2 separate regions of the Mus musculus genome follow, and region 1 is linked to region 2. The links are chromatin contacts, called in public HiChIP or PLAC-seq maps. All regions are on one chromosome and are shown on one strand. The core of a region is the stretch at or near the end of the contact, and the rest is flanking DNA. Distances in the headings are between cores, read along the strand shown.

What was found. HiChIP or PLAC-seq counts read pairs in DNA pulled down with a chosen protein or histone mark.
Region 1: a contact with region 2 is called in an H3K27ac HiChIP or PLAC-seq map of embryonic stem cells, with 4 times the contacts expected there. The contact joins the promoter of Ttc17 here to the promoter of Accsl in region 2. A contact is called at or near these places in 1 of 39 promoter capture datasets (the HPC-7 cell line), 1 of 484 Hi-C or Micro-C datasets (embryonic stem cells) and 2 of 115 datasets of contacts at active chromatin or transcription factors (the 230-238 cell line and embryonic stem cells).

Annotation. Positions count from the first base shown.
Region 1 is chr2:94,404,179-94,408,186 of GRCm38.p6, reverse strand. It overlaps Ttc17 (tetratricopeptide repeat domain 17), which reads left to right and starts at 1,498. Exons shown (of 25, transcript NM_183106.2): 1 at 1,498-1,680. The coding sequence starts at 1,522. It overlaps 2810002D19Rik (RIKEN cDNA 2810002D19 gene), which reads right to left and starts at 1,480. Exons shown (of 2, transcript NR_027831.1): 1 at 1,221-1,480.
Region 2 is chr2:93,867,217-93,871,063 of GRCm38.p6, reverse strand. It overlaps Accsl (1-aminocyclopropane-1-carboxylate synthase (non-functional)-like), which reads left to right and starts at 1,907. Exons shown (of 15, transcript NM_001033452.4): 1 at 1,907-2,042. The coding sequence starts at 2,021.

The sequences.
Region 1 (4,008 bases), core at 249-2,748, 540 kb before region 2:
ACACCCAGTCTCTACAGGCAAATATATACATATGTGTGTGTATGTGTGTGTACACATACGTACGTGGGTGTATATGTTTGTGTATGAGAACTGTATGCCACATGTATAAAGGAGGATCCCCTAGAGCTGGAGTTCTACAGGTGGTTGTGGCCTAACACTGCTTCCAGGGAAGAGCAGGAAGTGCTCTTCAGCCCTGAGCCATCTTTGTAGCCCCAAGCCATCTCTCCAGCCCCAAGATATACCTTTTTAATAAAACGAATGTTCATTACACGGGTACTTTTAAGAAAAGCTGCCTAGTGAGCTGGGCCTGATGGTTCATGCCTGTATCCAGCATCAGGTGGTTGACACAGGTGGACTTAAAGGCCTGCCTGGGCTAAATAAATTCCAGGCAATTCAGGCTGCAAATGGGACTTCATTTCAAAAACAAAACAAACAAAATCAACAAAACCAAACTGCTCTCAGAAGAATTACAATGCCATAGCACAGTCTCTGTTCCCATAACATGAGGCAGACATTTGTTTCCTGCAACACATCTATGTAGGTGGCAGGGCACAATTTTTTTTTTTCTCAACAGAAAAAAAAAAAAGCATAACAGCTTTGTTACAAGATGATACGCCCACCATACTAGTAGGCCGACCTGAAATACCTATAATAACATACATTGGCAGAGCCTGGAACCTAAGCTGGTTAACAGCTACTGTACCTGTTGGTAGTGCGCCTCTTAAGTTTCAATATGCAAATCAATCACCTGAGACTTCTTTAAAACATACTCATAATGGCTGAGTCTACCCTCGGGGAAGGGAAGCCGCAGTGCTTACATATTTAATACAGTCCCCTCCCCGGAGATGCCACTATCTGGGTTCTACACCTAGGTCTTTAACTTAGACTAGAGCTGCCCACCAAAGTCCACAAGACACGTGGTGCTGCTGCTGTAAGACCCAAAAATCTGGCCACACTGGATGTAAGTGGTCTGTAAGGACACATCGCTTTCTAAATTTCGGAAGAAAAAGTATGCCGATCACATATACATAACTTGTAATGAGCTGATATTTTGTATTTGATAACGAGCTATTTTTTTAATTCGATGTGTGACATGCATTACACAGTACGACTGCGCCGCTTAACACTCCATTACGAGACTTATTAAAAAAAAAAAAAAAAGCCTCTCTCAGATAGTTGAAAAGTATAACTTTTATTGCCCTACCAGAAACAATACTTACTTTTTAAAAAGACCTTCACCGTCTTCTCACTTCTGCTCAAGCTCCACCTAGTTTTATTATCTCCCCTCCGATTCCCACGCTTGGGGATCTTATAGCCTCCAGAAAAACGATAACTAGAAAGCCGTTTCCAGCCCTGAGGTGTGGCAGGACCGGCTTCCCCGACCGAGAGTAAAGGGACCGGTATCGTCTCCGAGGCACTCCGCGGGCTCCTCCTCCAGTTCCAGAGGCGACCTCCCCAAGATGGCGGACCGCAAGGAGTCGCTTCCGCTTCCGGTGTGAGCAGCCCGGCCGGGGGGGCAAGATGGCGGCGGCAATAGGGGTCCGCGGCCGGTTCGAGCTGCTACCTCGCTCCGGCCCGGGTTGGCTTCTCAGCCTTTCCGCTTTGCTGAGCGTGGTGGCTCGAGGGGCCTTGGCCACTACGCACTGGGTCGTCACGGAGGACGGGAAGATCCAACAGCAGGTAGCGGCCAGGGTGCCCCCTCTCTGCCCGCGCCCGATCAGGGGGAATCCCGGAGCCGGGCCCCTGGGTGGCTCCGCGCGGCCCCGCCCCCAGCTTGGCTTCCCACGGTCCCGGCCCACGGGCCGAGGCTTCCTGCGCTCCGACCTGGCGCCGCCCCCTCCCCTCTGGTCCCCTCGCCCCGGCTCCGCCGTGGGGAACTTCTCAGCCTTCCACCTTGGGGCCGCGCGCCGTCCCGGAACCGACCCCGGGGAGCTGAGACTTGAGCTCCCGGGTTAGGAGTCACGGATTCATCATTAGTTCTGCCTTTGGAGCCGCTGGACCAGGACCCGCGCGCCACCACCTCTCCCCGAGGAAGTAGAAAGCAGGTGGCAGTGCCGGGGAGTGTGCGCGTCCCAGGCCGGTGACAGCCAGGGTGGCATTAGTGAATGGATGGATCTTTTAATGCGCCTCCTCCAGCCTTGTCTCCCACTGATGGGATTTGTTTCGCGATGTGGTGGTTTGAGGCTGTGCCGTTAGCCAGGTCATTAGGGGCTCTTTAAAGACAACCCATTCTTGCTCCTTCTGAAGGAATGCCAGAAGATGCATGCCTCTGGTGGCGGTGCCCGCATCATTCAGTTCTTAAGTGCCCTCATTTCCCGGTGTATTTTACATTGCTTCCTAGTTCCTTTGACCCAGCCCGGCACTCAGCATTTGCAGTTTACTAGATTACCTATGCTTGAACTGATTTCTCAGAGGAGTGACCGCTTTTCTTATATAACTTTCTGATGCCTGCATCTGCATTTGCTTTCATACTGCTGATGCTTTAAGGACTGCGTGTGTGTGTGTGTGTGTGTGTGCGTGTGTGTGTGTGTGTGTGTGTGTGTGTGTGTGTGCGCGCGTGCTCGCGCGCGTGCTTCACCACAGAATCTTGTAAACTTAATGACTTCCAGCGCTTGACAACAATCAGGAAATGTCCAGGAGCCATTTAAAAAGTGAAGTGTGTACCCCTTGCAATTTAAGCATACTGACTCATGTTTTAACCAAAGGCGAGAGAGAGAAACTGATCCTTTTGATTAACTGTAGAAACACATCGCATGGTTTATATTTAAGATGAGACATTTCACAATGCAGCAAACCTAAACAAAATTTTTAAAATGCCCACACTTTGTGTTTCCAGTGTACTCTTTCCTCGAGTGTATTTATATCAAACTCCCGATTTAAAGGATTTCTTTTTCATGGATATTAAGTTCAAGATCCAAGTTAATTTTCATTAGCCTCCAACTGAGAGTTTAAAAATGTCAGAACCCCTAGAAAAATACAGTAAGGCTGCCTTTCCAACGTAAGATTGGAAATCCTGCACCATCCCTGTTTTCATCTTTTGATTGCTGTTGGTGGTTTGCTGAGGTCCGCGTGAAGGGAGGCATTGAATTCAGTCACTTATGCTGCAATTTGGGGAGCCCTTCTCCCATTGGCTCCTTCGCTATATTGTTTCTGGCCACAGCTATTTATACTCGATGACATTGACTTCTCCTTCCCATTTTGGTGGCCTGCCACTCAGCCGGAAAAGAAATCCATCTGAAAAGTGAAGGTTAATTAACGGAAATGGATCATTTATATGTTGAATATTACAGTGGGAAGGTAAGATCGGATTTGTTTTTGTTCTTTAAAAAAAAAAAATGCCTTCTTTTACATATTGGATCTACATCTTAGAGGGGAATATATGGGTATTAGTACCTTGCCAGATCTTCTGAATCTCTGCCAAGTTCTCTCTTCAGTAAGTAATTAGACTTAAAGATAAGAAAGCACACCCTTTTTTATAACAGCCCTTCCCATTGACTTTTTCCAGTTCTTCATTGCACGTTAACAGTTGCAGCACTGGGTTCTGGCAGCCATGAACTTTTACTCTATAACAAATAAAGTTGATGCCAATGTGTAACAACTGGCGGGGGAAGGGTGTTAGAAGTAAAGTGGTGGTGTTAATCTAAGAGGAGACAGGTACAAATGAATAAAATAGGAATTGGATAAGGTGGGCAGCATTTGAGTTGGACTCCAGTAACTGCATAACTCCTGTGTCCTTTCCTGGCAATAAATGGAATTTGGGCAAAATCTAATAAACATTGTTTAGATTGCAGTCAGTGGTCACATTAGGGTACTCATTAGTACGTCAGTTTGTGGATACCGTAGTTCTGTTTGTAAATTTGGAACCATAGTTAGGATTGGACTAATATCGAATTAGTATCTTAATTTCTGCTGCTTGGTTCTTGGTTCTGTTACTTGATTAAGAAAAGAAGTATGGTTCCATTTTTAAAATACCCTAACAGCAAGGAGGATCTGTGGACAAACTTCAGT
Region 2 (3,847 bases), core at 658-3,157:
TACCACAAGTTCCATGAATAGCAAAAAAATAAGGACTTAGCGCCCCCTGTTGGCAAATCTGGGTTATGTCTGAATGGCTGGAAGTGATGCCCCAAAGAGGAGGCTCCAAGCCAGCCCAATGTGATAGGTTATAAACAAGGGCTTTTTCTCTAGTAAACTCTTCCTTCTGCTGCCAACATTCACCAAGGGCATACAATTGCTTAATTTTAAAGTTATCATCTTCACTCATTAGTCAATATAATATGGGCTAGAGAGCTGGCTCAGTGGTTAAGAGCACTGGCTGCTCTCCCAGAGGTCCTGAGTTCATTTCCCAGCACCCACATGGTGGTTCATGACCTATAAAGGGATCTGACGCCCTCTTCTGGCATGCAGGTGTACATGCAGCAGAGCACTCATACATAAAATGAATAAAATAAACACAAAATTTAAAAATCAATATACTATACTATACTATAAATAAATGTTAATCAAACATAACCAAGATCCCTCTCTATGTGCCTTGGAACCAGAGAGCAGAGAAGCCTAAAGCCCAGACCTCAGATAAGTGCCTTCGGGCATCCACTCACCCACCCACCCACCCACTCATCCACTGACAAGGTATTAACATCCATTAATGTTATGAATCTCGAGGCAAACAACTTTGGAAAGACAGAAGATTTATTTCCATGCATAGTTTTGAAGGCTTCAGTTCACAGTTGCTTAGCTCTGTTAATATTAGACCAGGTAGCATATCATACTGGGGAGCCGCTGGTGGAGAGGAGAGGAGAGAGAGAGAGACAGAGAGAGAGCCAACAGCACTGCTTTAAGGCCTTAGGAGGAAACTTTCAGTCCAAATCCCAGCAATTATTGAGCTCCTGGTCTTCCTCAGACAGACAGCAATAAATAAGACAGTTGAAGCATCTCTCCTCATGGGGTTTAGATTCTAGATAGGGGAGCTGGAAAGAAACAACACAGAGAAATGAGTCAGGTGTGTTTACCATTTAGAAGAAAATAATGCCATTAAAAAAAAAAAAAACAGAAGGGCGAATGAGGAGGGAAAGTGGCCGTGGGGCAAAAGGAGGGGTGGACGTTAGCAGTCCAGAGTCCTGGGGTCCCTAGACCAGCACCCAACTGTAGCCCAGGGTCTCACTACATAAACCAGGCTGTACCTGAACTCAAGGAGGCCCTCCTGTCTCTGCTTCCCACGTGCTGGGATTAAATGCACGTGCCACCACACCTGGATCATCTTTCCCTCAAAGTTTGAGAGCAGGGCATGGGTATTCTGGAAGGATAGGCTACTTTGGGTCCACATCTGTCCCTAGACAGTCACGGGAGGCTCAGTCACAGCTGAGACATTTCATACAACCCTTCCTGCCCCGTCATGTCAGCACACATCCATCCTCCAGTTAGTCTCCACACCACCTGGGATGTAGTTTTCCTGGCCTCTGTCTTTCCCAAGGAGAAAGGAAGGCTTGCCAAAGCCACACAGGCAAGGGACCCTATGTCCTGGGCCCTAGGGGATGGTGCCTGGGGTTCCTGGTGCTCCCTCCAAGACCTCTTAATGCAGTGGCCCCTCCTGTGCTGACTAAACCCCACTTCAGCCTACTCTCAAATATGGCCTCCTCAGAAACGGGGAGGTACCATAGGCTTCTTTGTGCTTTGAACAGGCTCCTCCCCCTCTGGTTACTTTCCATAGTCAGTGAGCACCCGATTCATCCCGTGTCTTGCCTGTACACACAGGCCCTGGCTCTAGCCTCCTTCGAAGAGCAGGGGCCCTCCCAGCCTGTGAACACTTCAGCTGAAGCCAATACTCTTCAGATTTGCTCCAACCGGATACTCCGAGCCAGTTCTCTGTAATTATGCCAAGGCCATCTAGATAATGGGGAGCTGCTGGGTAGTTGGCTCCAGGAGGGGAAAAGATGGGTCTCATTACCCTGCAAGCCACCTTGTGCTTAAAAGAGAGGGGAGGGGGCGGAGGAGCAAGCTTCTGCTCCCTGAATGACAAAGACACTCCTGGATTTAGACTTCGGACTGCACAGAGATGAGTGAGAACAGAAATGAAGGTGAGCTCGGTGGGGTGACTACGCAAGCCATGAGAATGGAGGGAGGCAGGGACTTTGGGCCACACACAGTGCCCTGGAGCTTAAAAGAAAGTGGAGTTTTATTGTCAAACGGCTTAGACCTAACATTGTAATACAACATTATCCATAAAGCCGGTGCTTGAGAACTGGGTAGTGGAGCTACAGAAGCAAAGCAACAGCAACCTCGGTGTTTTCCGTTTTGACTCTGTGTTGGGTTATGTTCATGGCCGCACTGGGGCACACGAGGCACGGCCACTAGGGGCCGATGTGCCTGGAACCTTCCCTGATAAACACATCCTACTTCTGTGTCTGGTAGACTCAGTTCATTCCTTTGAGCCTCTATTTCTCATCCACAAAGCGAGGCTTGTGGAACTAACTGGAAAGACGGACCAGGTGAAGCCTAGGGGAACCCTACCCTAGCACTGAGCCGATCCCTGCCTGGCTCCTTCCCACCTCCTCTGCTCAAGACCTACCTTGAGCCCGAACTCATGGCAGAGGAACATCGTGCCAGCAGCAGCTTGTCTGACCCTGATGCTGATTTTAACCAACCTGGAGGATCTGGAAGGTAGGTGAGGGCAGACTTAAGGACCCTGAAACCAAGGCAGAGCCAAGGGGTTTGAAGGAGAGGACTGATGAACCCCAGTTCTAATGCTTAGGGCTTGGCTTTAGGGGCAACATTTCTTTGTGCTGCAGCATCATTTACATTTCCTATATAAGAAGTCTTGTCAGAGTCCCCAACTTCTAAGTTCCCTGATGACCTTAGCCCATTTTCACTTCCTTCTTAAAAATACATCTTCCAGGAGAATGCAATTCTTTGTGTGTGGACACTGCGTGTATAGAGAGGGGAGAGGTCACTGTTGAGTGTCTTCATCACGTTCCACCTTGTGCTTGAGATAGAATCTCTTACAGATGCTCTCTGTTTGGGCTAGACTGGCTGGCCACCGAACCTCCTGGATGTTGCAGAGCATGTTTAGTACTTTGAAGTGCTGATACTATACATGTGTAGAAGAAGCAACAAGGTTTTAGACATGTGTGGGTGGGGTTGTTGTTGCTTGGAAAAAAGCTGAGAATCACAGCATATGGTGGAAGGGTCATAAGCCTAGTTTTCTGGGTGGAGGTTGTCTTAAAGAATGAGAGGCAGTGGTAGCCTCAGGCAGCCCCACCACCTGGAGTTTGCTGTCTTGGTTTGTTTCGCTGGCTCATTGAGGCATTAAGAAGGTATTTCTTGGTCGCTCCTGGTATTCTGACCGGTTTTTAGAAACACTGGTAGCATGTTCACTGAGTACAGACCTGGGAGCTTGGTAGAAATGAAGACTTTTTGGTTCTTACCCCAACCTTGATCTAACTGAAGTCCAGGAACTTGGCTTCACTGTCTGAGGCCCGTATCACACTGCTAGGTGATTCAGATGGGCCACAGATGAGCAGCTGCACCCTGGGCTAGGGAGACTAGAAATGAAAGCCCCGAAACAGCTGTCCTGGCACACTAGGAACCTGTGTGAGGGCAGGATGGAGGGACTGGGTATCTGCTGTGACTATCTTGGTGGAGGATGGGGAAACAAGCAAAAAGAAAGGTTTATGTTCTAAAACAGAGGTTGGCAACCCTTTTCTATAAAGGTCGGGATGGTAACTAGTTGAAGCTTTGGGGGGGGGGGGTGCTGGAGCAATGTCTCAGCAGTTCAGGTGTTGATTTTTAGCACTTGCATGTGTGCTCAACAATCTGTAGCCTCAGGTCCAGCATATCCAGCACTCTTCTGATTTCTATGGGCACTGCATGCATGTGGTACACA